Linked DNA regions of Sus scrofa: region 2 is linked to region 1. A link is a contact called in public Hi-C data. All regions are on one chromosome and are shown on one strand. Each heading gives the region's core, a stretch centred on a gene start, on an enhancer-like site or on the middle of the called end of the contact. The rest is flanking DNA. Distances are from core to core; before and after follow the strand shown. Region 1 holds the start of KIF5C (kinesin heavy chain). Region 2 holds the start of EPC2 (enhancer of polycomb homolog 2).

Region 1 (6,625 bases), core at 2,035-4,534:
CTACTTTCACTATATCTGAGGACAGAAAATCAAATTAGTACAGCTCACAGTAGTTTACAAAAGTATATTTCTGTAGTTCTGTTTTCTCAGCTAGGTGGAGAACCTGCATTCCCAGGTACACCTGCATTTAACCAACAAATGTGTTCCTAAAATTAACTAATTACTTGTTTTATAATCATTTGTTCATTACCTTATAATAATAATAATAATATTTAACTTTTGTAGTCCCTGTTGTGGTTCAGTGAGTTAAGAAGCCAACATAAAGTCCATGAGGATGCCAGTTCAATCCCTGGCCTCTCTCAGTGGGTTAAGGATCCAGATCAGCTTAGATCTGGCATTGCTATGGCTGTAGCATAGGCCTCAGGTGCAGCTCTGATTTGACCCCAGCCTAGGAACTTCCATATGCTGCAGGCGTAGCCATAAAAAAAGAAAAAAGTAATATCTAACTTTCAAAGGTTTACATCATATAAGTGTCAAGAATCATGTAGGTGCTTTTAAAGTATTACTTCTTATAAATCCCTCAAAAATTCTGAGATGATATCATTACTCAAAGATGATATCATTACTCAAAAATGATAGAGATGGGAGTTCCCGTCGTGGCTCAGTGGTTAACGAATCCGACTAGGAAACATGAGGTTGCCGGTTTGATCCCTGGCCTTGCTCTGTGGGTTAAGGATCCAGCATTGCTGTGAGCTGTGGTGTATGTTGCAGATGCGGCTCCGATCCCGAGTTGCTGTGGCTCTGGTGTAGGCCGGCAGCTACAGCTCTGATTCGACCCCTAGCCTGGGAACCTCCATATGCCGAGGGAGCAGCCCAAGAAATGGCAAAAATACACACACATACACACAAAAAAATAAAAAATAAAAAAAATAATAGAGATGAGGAAAGAGGCTTAAGGAAATAAATTCCTTGCCATGGGTCCTACAGCTAATAAGAGAGCCAGGTTTCTCACTCAAGTAGAGCGTCCTCCTAGGTTGGGTTCCTTATGCTGCTTGTTTGTCCTAAAATCTAGAGACATAAAGATGAGGCAGATAACACTGTCCATGGAGATGCAGGGAATGAGAGGGACAGAGATGATGAGAACCACAAGGAGGACCACCTAATTTCTGTCAATGTTTATGAGTCAGGGAAGGCTTCATAAGGAGGGAGAGTTGAGCTGAGTCCTAGGGGAAAAGGTAGCACAGGAAGGAGAGGGTGGACCCTAATGGTGCTGCCAGCTCTACAACATGCTTTTCTGGAACTGACATCCCTCTTCTTTTGGGAAGCTTCCCACCATGAGATTCCTTTGTGATTTTACAAAGTCCTTGATTTTGATTGAGTGGTCTAGGGGTAGACAACAACTTAACTCCGGGCCAATCATAAACTTTCCCTAGGATTTTTTCAAACCAAATTTTCAAACCCAAAGTTTCACAAACATCTCTCCTTATCTAAGGGTAGAAATTGAAGAATAAATCACAGGGGCTATTGGCAGCTGAGTTTCTTGACATGTGGAGGGATGATGTAGAGTGAGAAAGAGTGAAGCCAATTTAAAAAAAAAAAAAGAGGTAAAGAGAAAGTCTTGGTAGCCTATGTCTTCCTTGGCTTGATTTTTAATTTTTTTTGTTTGTTTGTTTGTTTTGCTACACCTGTGGAACTTCCCAGGGCAGGGATCAAACCTGAGCCACAGCAGTGACAACACCGAATCCTTAATGGCTAGCCCACCAGGGAACTCCATTATTTCTTTTTTGTCTTTTTTTTCGCCTTTTGTCTTTTCAGGCCTGCATCCACGGCATATGGAGGTTCCCAGGCTAGGGGTCTAATTGGAGCTGCAGCTGCTGGCTTACGCCACAGCCACTGCAACACCAGATCCAAGCCGTGTCTGCGACCTACACCACAGCTCACAGCAACACCGGATACTTCACCCACTGAGCGAGGCCAGGGATCGAACCCACAACCTCATGGTTCCTAGTCAGATTTGTTTCCACTGAGCCACGACGGGAACAAGATCAATCTGCCTTCTTTTGATAAGCTCTCTTTTTGCCTCAGTGTCTCCTATTGAATTTTTATCACTCTCCACCACAAGAGCCCTAAAATCCATACCTAATAATAATAGTCATTAATGGGTGACTCCAGGAGAGTAAATCCTTAAAGTATCAGAAGAAAGCAGGGCAAGAGTAAATTTAAATGGAGGAAGCCACCAATATTTTGATGTTTGTCAGAGTGTAAACATCAAGACAAGAAATGGCAAGAGATGAGGCTAATAAGTAGACAGAATTCTGATCATGGGGTCTGGATGTATTTTGCAAAGTACTTTGAACCTGGTCCTATATATATTATGTTCATTCTACAGGATTATAAGGAAGTATTGGGCAGTGGTTCTGTAAACTGCACTATAATTGGTAGTAATTAAGAGGTTCTTGGGAGTTCCCGTCGTGGCGCAGTGGTTAACGAATCCGACTAGGAACCATGAGGTTGCGGGTTCGGTCCCTGCCCTTGCTCAGTGGGTTAATGATCCGGCGTTGCCGTGAGCTGTGGTGTAGGTTGCAGACGCGGCTCGGATCCTGCGTTGCTGTGGCTCTGGCGTAGGCCGGTGGCTACAGCTCCGATTCAACCCCTAGCCTGGGAACCTCCATATGCCGCGGGAGCGGCCCAAGAAAGAGCAACAACAACAAGACAAAAAGACAAAAGACAAAAAAAAAAAAAAAAAAAAGAGGTTCTTAACCTGAGTTACAGGCAGCTGTCAGTTATCCCCAAACCCTGTGAAAAAGCATGAAAAATCTGTAAGTGTGTATAGGTTTGTCTTTTTTTTATAATGTAAAACGTTCATCAGATAGTAAATGAGCACCTGGTCCAAAATATGTATGAACTGTTATCTATGTGCAGGCATTTTCAGAAATTACTGGCTTCAAATATTCATGGAAATCTCATTTCCCCCCGATTTCTTCACAACCTTTAAAAACTGTTGAGCACAGAGAAAAAGCTCCATACTGTTTGTTTGGACACTGTCTTAAGAGGGCGTTCTCCTTTGGGATCATGAAAAGATGTAGAGATGATATAGACCTGGTAATTTATAGAGATTTAAACCAGGAATATTGGCTGTGACATCCACCCTGTTCTTGACTTGGGCTGCCAGTCAAGACCTGCAAGCTCTCGGAAGTGGCACCTGGGACACCACTGCTGCTTAAACGCCAAATCCGGAAATCTTAGTCCTTCCACCTGCCTGTGTAACGACTACAAGTCCCAGGATACCCCTCTCTCAGGAGCCGGGGCGAGGGTCTGGCGGATCTCCGCAGTGACGTCACCGCCCAGGGGCCGCCCGGGGAGGGCGGGGCGAAGGGGCGGGCCGGGGAGGCGACAGAGCGTGCTGGTGCTGATGCAGGATGGCTGAGCTCGCAGGAGCCCGGGAGGTCTGAGCCGGGAGAGGCTCGCTCCCAGCGCATCGCCTGGTCCGCCCGCCGCGTGGTCGCGGGCAGGTGGGCCTGGGTTTGCAGCGCAGGGCCAGGGCAGCGCCAGGAAAGGCAGATCTGCAGCTGGCCGGGCCGAAGGTTGAGAGGTTGCTCACCTACGAGGTCTCGGAGCGGCCACAGCTGCCCAGCCCGCCGCGTTCGCGATGACCTGCTGAGAAGCTTTGTCGGAGGCTGCAGGAGGCGGCCTTGTTGCGGGAGGTGCGGTTCTCGACCGCGTCCCTCGTTGTGCGGAACCCCGGCCCCCCCACCCATCCCCGCGCTCCCTCCCTGCCGCGGGCCGAGATGGCGGATCCAGCCGAATGCAGCATCAAAGTGATGTGCCGGTTCCGGCCACTTAACGAAGCAGAGATCCTTCGCGGGGACAAATTCATCCCCAAATTTAAAGGCGATGAGACCGTGGTGATCGGGGTAAGTGGTCGGGATGTCTGGCCTCCTCTGCTGCTTCACGCCGCAGCTCAGCGCCCCGACACCCCAGACCAGGCAGAGATGCTCAGGCCGCCCCTTCGGACATCCCTGCTGCCCTCTAGGGTGGACTTGACGAGAGACCTCCCCACCCAATCCCACCCTGTAGTTTCCTCCTCGCTGGGTGGAGGGTCAACTGGGGGCTGCAGGGCGGGCCCCAGGCAGCGGAGGTGGGGGTGGGGGGCGAGGAAGGGTTCCGCGCCGCCATTGTTATTGGGGTGGGGGCCCGGGTGGGCCTATTGTTTCCCGCCCTGGCCACGCCGCGTGGGTAGTGTATTCAGGTTACCCTCCAGCCCAGGTTCCCCTTCAAGTATGAGCTGTGTAAACCACAAATGATTCCAGGCATCGGTTCGATTTTTCGAACACTTTGCCTCTTCTCAAGATCTTAGTAAAAGAGGGAAAAAAGGTACTGGAAAAATCCTATCCTAGGCTTGGAGCTCGCACCCTGTGTAGACTCGGACCCCGCGGTGTTTCACCTTGCTCTGCACGCGGAAGGCCGGGGGTAGGGGAACACTGGTGGCTTTCGTGTCCCCGGGGGGCCTCGTGTGTCTCCTCCTGCTCCCTCTCAACCCAGGCTTCCCTTACTTGGACCTTGGGTCTGACTCTTCCCCAATGGGGCAGCCCCCAGCTGGGGTCCGAACACCCTTGGGTACACTTCGCGCTGTTTGGCGTGGGGTTGGGGGTCCTGAACGTAGCTAAATCGCCTCTGTTCCCAAAGAATAAGTTACTTTGTGTGGATAGGGCCCCCTCCCTCTCGATCTCCCTTCCCATATTTCCCTTCCCCCTCCTCCCCTCACCTCCCCAGACTTGGCTTCCTTTCTGCAGCCGGACTGCTGGTGGGGGGATGGAATACCATTGATTTTTAGTTCTTAAAGGAGTATGTCAAATGAAATAAGCCAGCCTCCCCTCTCCTCCCCCGCCCTTCCCCCTCCGCTGTCCCCAGTGTGTGTAGCTGATGTGCCCTCTTTGTATGCGAGTCGCGTGGGGAGGTACCGAGTTAATGGGAGCCTCCCGATCCCCGCTGACATGTTCCTGGCAGCCTGCTCTAGGCTGCTGATGCAGCCTTCCCGGCCTCAGCATTGATTAAGTGATGTCATCCCGATTACTGAGCATGCTCCGACTAACCCCCTCCCTTGCCTTTCCCCCAGTGGCTGGTGTATTTAGGTCAAATGATTGACAGGTGACAATTTACCTAGGGTCTCTGCTCGAGTAAGCCAGGCCCTTCTCAAGACCAGAGGCCAACTTTTGCTGGCCGTAGCAGCCCCAGTATCTCCGCCAAGGCTGTGCCGCAGTCCCTGTGAAGGGCCCTGGGGACTAGCAGGTGCCAGCAGAACCGGCAGGCAGGCGCTCTCCAGGAGAAGAGAACCAAAGCAAGGCTCGGGCCTTAGGGTTTCATTTTGTACCTTCCTTAGGAAGGCAGCGCCCCTTGGCGACCTCTTCTCTCCTCCCTGTTTTCAGAGTCATCAGGAAACCGGTGACCTCCAAATGCTCTGGATGGTCATTCACCCCGAGAACTGACCAGTGAGGTCAGGAAAGTGGGATTTTCTCTCTGCTTAGTGTTAAACTGAGAGAAACATGGAGGCTACAATTATTGATAAGGACAAAAATTCTTACTTAATGGCAGGCATGGGATAGTGATGGGCTATACTTCTAAGCTAGGGTCAGCCTACAGTCTGATTTGTCATTTCCTGAGCCAGGCTGTGGTTCAGGGAGAGTGGGAGTTACAGGACATCTAGAGCCTGCCCCTTGTCTTGTAACAATTTTTTAACAAATAATTGTGCAGCACGAGAACATGTTCTGGTGACCCTATTTTTTCAGAAGTTTTAAGAAAAGCTGAAGTTCCTTCTCTTTCTCCTTCTCTCCTCCTCTTCCTCCTCCTCCTTTTTCTTTTCCTTCTTCCTCTTTCTCCTCTGTCTTTGTCTCCTAAGAGTGGTATACCAGGACTAATGAAGTGGAGTGATAAATCACCCCATTGATCTGTGTGCAAGACATAGATCCTTAATTTTAGGATTATCCTTTAATTTAATGACATTACTATGAGTATACATGCTATTTCCCATCTGCATATATTATTGACTGAATAAAGTAAAACAATCACCGTAGAAAATGAGTATATTAAAGTTTGTGTGTATATCTCTTCAACGGTACATTGAAATTTTTGATCACATTATTGTAATCCTTTAATACAACAGTTTTCGTTTTCTTTAAGATAAATTTTTTATTGAAATAAAGCATTCATATCGAAAACTGTTTTTTAAAGTGTACAGCTTAATGATACTTTGTAAACACTCCCTTGTAACTCCTTCTTAGAAACAGACATCTTCAGGATCCCAGAATTCCCCCTATGTCCCTCCCAGTCACGAATTCCCTCTGCCTCTGGGTAATTACTTTTCTGAATTCTAATGCCATAGGTTGCGTTCCCATCGTGGCTCAGAGGAAACAATCTGACTAGCATCCATGAGGACGAACGTTCAATCCCTGGCCTCACTCAGTGGGTTAAGGATCTGGGTTTCTGTGAGCTGTGGTGTAGGTCGCAGATGCAGCTCAGATCCCAAGTTGCTGTGGCTGTGGTGTAGGCTGGCAGCTACAGCTCTGATTCGATCCCTAGTCTGGGAACCTCCATATGCTGTGGGTGCAGCCCCCAAAAGACAAAAAACAAAACTAATGCCATGGGTTAATTTTGCTTTTCTTAAAGCTATATATACATAAAACCATAT
Region 2 (5,775 bases), core at 3,075-5,574, 160 kb before region 1:
AGTTCCATGAATATAACAGTGGCTTCAGCCAAATGGCAGCTGTGCTGAATTTAGAGAAGTGTGGAATTTCTCAAGGTCAAGGTAGCTGGGTTGGAAAGGATCCTATTTTACCTCCTGTGGCCTTGCTCCAACAACTGTGTTTCTCTGTTTCAAACTTGACATTTTATTAAAAATAAGAAGTATTATAATCATCATCTCCATGGAACCTAGTGCCTCTCAGAAACCCAAAGTCCTGAAGTTAAATCTACATAGCTTGTTGTTGGACACAGATAATTGTCCTTGTCAGATTCATTGGCTCTGTCACAAGAGCTTTATTTACTTCTGGTATCTCCATCCAGAAGCTCGAGTGAGCAACGTCAATCTATTCCATGTGTGGGGCACTGGGTGTACTTTCCGGTCAGAGTAGGGCAACAAATGAGACGGACTGTCAGCATGATTGTGCCGTGGACCCTCTGGAGCTGTATGTTTTCAAATCTGTTTCCTTCAATTACATCTGTCTCATTTTTCCTTGGTTAGTAAAACACAGAGCTTTCGGGTTGATTATTTTTGAGTCTATCCGGAGCCGTTGTGGAACTTGGGAAGTAAATCGTCAGCTTATACACAAGGTGGCACCCTGTAATTCCAACCAGGTCTGAGAGGAGCGTTGCTGCTAAGAAACAGAACCACAGCCACAAATTTTTATTTAGCATCTGGTTTAAACCCCACTGTGGGGAATATAAAGGTGGAAGTAGACATTTGGCATCTCACCTCTCAGTGCAGCCTCTGTCTCTGTCTCAAAGATTCGGAGTTGCCTCAATAAAGGGCACTGGAACCAGAGGGCTGATTCTAGTTGATGTAATAAAGCCAGACCCCACATTCAGATTACATATTGAAAACAAGGAAGCTTTATTGGTACTGGGCTCATTCCTGGGAACATAAGGGGGAGGGGGGGGATGCAGTTCACCATACCAACCCAATTAACTTTCAATTGGGTTTGCTGAAATAAGGAGCCAATTAGAAAGAACATGACATTTACAAAACTCTGGAGTAGTTGAATAGCAACTGTGTTTACTACTTTTAAGGTTCCTTTCAAAAAGTAATTTGTTCATTCTTTCCAAACTGCCTGCCCTGATCATAGTATGGGGAAATGGAAACTGGAATATAATCTTAATTTTTACAGTTACCTAACCTTTATTCTAGTTTAAAATATATTTAGAAGTGATTTTATTTTGCTATGGCTTTAGAACTATTTCTAATTCTTGAGTGTTTATATATTACACTTGCTTGGCTAAATGCATGTCCTTTGGAATTGGTCCAGAGCATATTTGAAGTGGACTGATTTTAGAATGACTATATTCAGTGCATTGTACATGGAAATAAAATAGGCTATTAGGCTACACAATCATTTGAAACAGGTTTTAATAACAACATTTTATAACAGGATCTACTTCAAAAGTTGAAAAGATATTTTCTGTTTTCAGCACTAACAATTGTATAGGTATTCAACAAATAGATTAGAAATGAACTTTATGAAAAATAATACTTGTATACGCATAAAAGCTACTTTCCAAATGTGAAACAGAGGCATTCTGGTTTAGGCACTGAATCCGAAGCCAAGAAAACACAGGCTGTATATCACTTGAAAAGTGTATTGTGTTATTTGCCTCAAACTGTTTTATTCCCAGCTCTATAATCATTGCCTATAGGGCAGGAGGAAAATGGAGATTTGGGGAAGAAATCTGTTACATGGTCACAGAAAAAGAATAACTACTACAGCAGAAATCAATTCCTGTAATAGCATTTCAGGTTTCAAAAAAGTTTTTTGAATTGCTTTAATTGGTTCTAAAATTCCTAGGCTCAAAGGTAGGACGCTAAAGAGCCAGTTAGGCCATAAGAGCAAATATTGTCAGCAATGGCTAGGTCAGGTCACAGGCCAATATGATATGTGAACTCCAAAGGTGGAGTAGAATGGGGTCAGTATCACTGAATTTCTTCAAGGAATATCGGTCAACAAATATATCTTAGGTGCCAGCTATGCCTGAGGCACAGAAGTGGAGATAGAGTGGTTAACAGAGTAGATGTTCCTACCCTCCTTGAGCCTATCGTATCCTTTGGCTCTAGGTTATGCACTCTATTAGACATTGGTTGGAAGGTCTCACTAATTTGGATCAGCAACTTTAGAATGCTGAATGGTCAATAAACCAAAGAGCTTGGATAGCAGGGTGGCATTGCTGAGAAAACAAGAGCTTTGGAGTCAGGCTAGACCTAGATTTGAACCCATCTCTGCAAGTTATTAGTGTTGAAACTTGGCAAATGATCTGAGCCAGTTTCCTTATTCATACAATTGTAACATCTTTTCATAGGGCTATAATGAGAATTTAAGTGGGATTCAATTAAAAATTCAATTAATTAAGATAATAGATATAAGGTACCCTAGAATGGCTGGTATTAGAGATACTCAATATTCCTCCTCTTAGGAGACAGTAGTGATAAGTGTGGGGAATCGAAGAAAGCTATTCTTTTTGAACCTAAGAAGTGCCAGATACAAGTCCTGGATGACTCAATTCTTCAGCCATTACTTGCCTCCACCCCTCTTAGGCTTGAATCAAGGGCTGACCCCCTCCCAACAACATCTTGGTCTTCCTTGCAGAGAACTGGACCCATTCCAGGGGGTAGAACTTGGATCAAGACATGCCCATAAGCTTGAGGAAGGTGTTTCTTACAAGAAGTGACTCACAGTACCTCCACTGTTTCTAACAACAAAGTGGATGGAAAATGCTCAAGCTCCGCTAATCAATGCCTGAATCCTTGCTGGACCCAAGCAAGAGCTTAAACTATTTAGACACTGCCATGAAATCCACATGTACATTCTGCCTTCAGAGGGGGAAGTGGAGAGAAAAGGGAGAAGGACAGGGAGGAAAAAGAGGGGAAGAAGTTGGTAAAAAGGAGAATGTGGTGGAGGAAAAGATGGAGCTTTGAGGTTCTATAGAAATGACTGTAGGAATAGGCTTTTTTTTTTTTCTCTCTTTCTCTCTTCTAGATGTGATCAAACTATCTACTTTTCTCTGAGCTAGGCAAAACATTGATCGATTATTAGAAAATGACAAAATGTGTTATACTCTTCCCAGGGATTTTTGTAGGAAAACTGTGATGCTTAAAGTCTAACTAAGGAACTCTTGGCTAAATGAAGTTGATATCAACAATCGCTGCCAAATAAATTTGAGTCAACTGGATTTTACCTCCTCTTTAGAACTTTCTCTAACCGGTTCAGGCTAAAGTAGTCTCCTTTCTCTGAACTCTCATGGCAACTATGGCCTGTATGACTCATTTGGTAATTAAGCATGTTCTACTGCCTTGTGTCATTGCCTATGTAGTTTTCTTCAAGTTATAAACTTTTTTTCTTTTGGCTGTCATTTACTTTTCAGTTGCCCTGTTCTTCAACTATTTACATCTCTTACTGTTACTCATCTTTTTAACCGTTCTGTCATCCCATCAAAGTGAAAGCTGCACGAGGACAGGAACTTTTCCTCAAACCTCTTGGCATCTTCCACAGCATCCAATATTTTACACGGATCTATCACTCTGGAAATGTTCTCTGCCTTGGTTAAAAATTATAAGCTTAATATTTTTGAAATCAGAAATATCATCCATTAAATAACTCTGAAGTTTTGGTGACAGGTTCAAGTGCACTTGTTGCATCTGGCAGCCTCAAACATTAACCCTCACTGCTGCCATTAGCATCCTCTCAGCGAAAGCGAGGATGCCTTACCTTGGAGAGCTCTTTCGGCCAGGTACCAAAAAAAAAAAAAAAAAAAAAGATGCGGGAAGAGGGCCGGGATTGCGGAGGCGTTCTCGGGGCAGACGAGACCCGACAGGTCTGCGCCCCTCGGAGCGGACGGAAGGAATGGACCTTTCGCACCTCCCAGGGATGCGCGATTTGGAGGATGAGAATTAGCTGGCGCTGTGGAGGTAAGTGCTGTGTAAGTACAGGCTCAGTGGGGCAGCTGTGGCTCGGTTGACATCTTCCCTTTCCCGCTCACAGACTTCTGCACACACGGGCTGCTCAGCGCGGCTGTGTTTTGCCCGGCGCCGTCCTCCGGGGCACCCAACTAGCTGGGTGTCGGGGCCGCGGAGGCAGAGGCGCACGCTCGGGGGCGCGGGTTAACTTGCGCACCTGACACCTGCCACACGGCTAGAGCGCCGGCAGCGGAGCAGAGGGCCGCTGCCGCCCCCCTACCCGGAGCGGCCCGAGGCTGAGCACGCTCCCGCGGGCCGGCAGCGCCGCGGAGAGAGTGGGTGGGCAGGCGAGGGAGGGGAAGGAGGGAGGGAGGGAGAGGGCGAGGCGCGTTCCCGCGGCGGGGGCGCGCTCTCGCGCGGGCTGCCGGGATCGCTCGCCGCCGCTGTGGTAATGTCCGCCATGTTGGCCATGGCGCAGGGAGCGGATCGGGCGGGCGAGCGGCGGATCTAGTGTGTGGAAGCGGCCGCGGGCGGCGGGGGGCTGTTTTCGGGCGGGGTGGGCGCCCATGCTGTGGCCGGGGGCAGTGAGGAGGAGGAGGAGGAGCGGGCCGGCCGCGCTGCACTGAGGAAGGTGGTGGAGGAGGCGGCGGGAGTCCTCCCCCCCTCCCCGCCCGCCCCGCCGCCGCCGCCCGGGCTGTTCCTGTAAGGCGGGGAGACAATGAGTAAACTCTCCTTCCGAGCGCGGGCGCTGGACGCCGCCAAACCGCTGCCTATCTACCGCGGCAAGGACATGCCTGATCTCAACGACTGCGTCTCCATCAACCGGGCCGTGCCCCAGATGCCCACCGGGATGGAGAAGGAGGAGGAATCGGTAGGGACTCGAGTGTTTATTACCCCCCCTTCCCTCCTCCCCCCTCCCCTTTGTCAGTCGGGCCTCGCCATTCACAGAGCGCTTTACGCTCGCTGGAGGGCGCCGCTGCCGCTCCAACGCTTGGGACCTTACGCCGGCGGAGTAGCGTAAACCCTCTCGGCCGGCGCAGCGCCCGCCCGCGGCCGCCATGTTGTTGCGTCCCAGTGTTGTGATTAGCTCGCAGCGCCGCTTACGCTGCCGTAAGGGGGCCTTGCCGTAAGCGGCGGCCCGGAATGGCGCAGGGGATGTTCTGGCCGCACTTGACGTACGGCCTCTGTTTACCTTTTTTGTCCCCCTGGAGTGGGATTATTTAATCCGCAGGGGATGCTTTGGCTAGGCAACGTTTTTCCCCCACTTTTGGATTCAGCCTTGCATTGGGTTCTTTTTGAAATGACTTGTGGAAAGTAAAACGCTTTCAAAACATCGTCTTCCTCTTAGCAAGGTAATTCTCGCACCCCGGCCCGCGTTGGTGCAGCAGGATTGAGGTGGTGCAGCACTGCGGCCGGGGAGGCTGAGGGCCACGACCACTAGGAGGATGTAACGTTAGAAGCCGCTGACCGGCTAGCTCCGGGCCCAGAGCGAGTCGGTTCTGCCTGCCTAGCCCGGACGGTGCCTGCTTAGTGTGAGGCTTTAGAAAGGGACTGGCGATGTTAGGCAACTAGCTGCCGATGCTCCACAGTCCTCGCCCCGCGTCCCTGAAAAATTGCCATGGGGGGGTGTTTTAGAAGTTGAGGACCTATTGCATCCATATTGACAGCTGCATTTTTATTAATAGCAGCAATTTGGGGCAAAAATGTTTTTTCTCCCTGATGCGTTAAATTTTGGATATGGTTGAATTTCCTCTGGCTTGACAGTGTTTATGACTCGAGTGGTGCTACTTGTGTGCGAAGTTCATAGTAACTGCACCCTCAAGAATTTCTTCAATGAAC

Evidence for each region. Hi-C and Micro-C count contacts between places; a contact is called where the count stands out from the background.
Region 2: a contact with region 1 is called in a Hi-C map of brain, with 4 times the contacts expected there. The contact joins the promoter of EPC2 here to the promoter of KIF5C in region 1. A contact is called at or near these places in 2 of 47 Hi-C or Micro-C datasets (brain and skeletal muscle).

What each region holds. Positions count from the first base shown.
Region 1 is chr15:3,358,129-3,364,753 of Sscrofa11.1, reverse strand. KIF5C (kinesin heavy chain) reads left to right here and starts at 3,284. Exons shown (of 26, transcript XM_003359416.4): 1 at 3,284-3,854. The coding sequence starts at 3,729.
Region 2 is chr15:3,524,772-3,530,546 of Sscrofa11.1, reverse strand. It overlaps EPC2 (enhancer of polycomb homolog 2), which reads left to right and starts at 4,324. Exons shown (of 13, transcript XM_021076083.1): 1 at 4,324-4,807. The coding sequence starts at 4,655.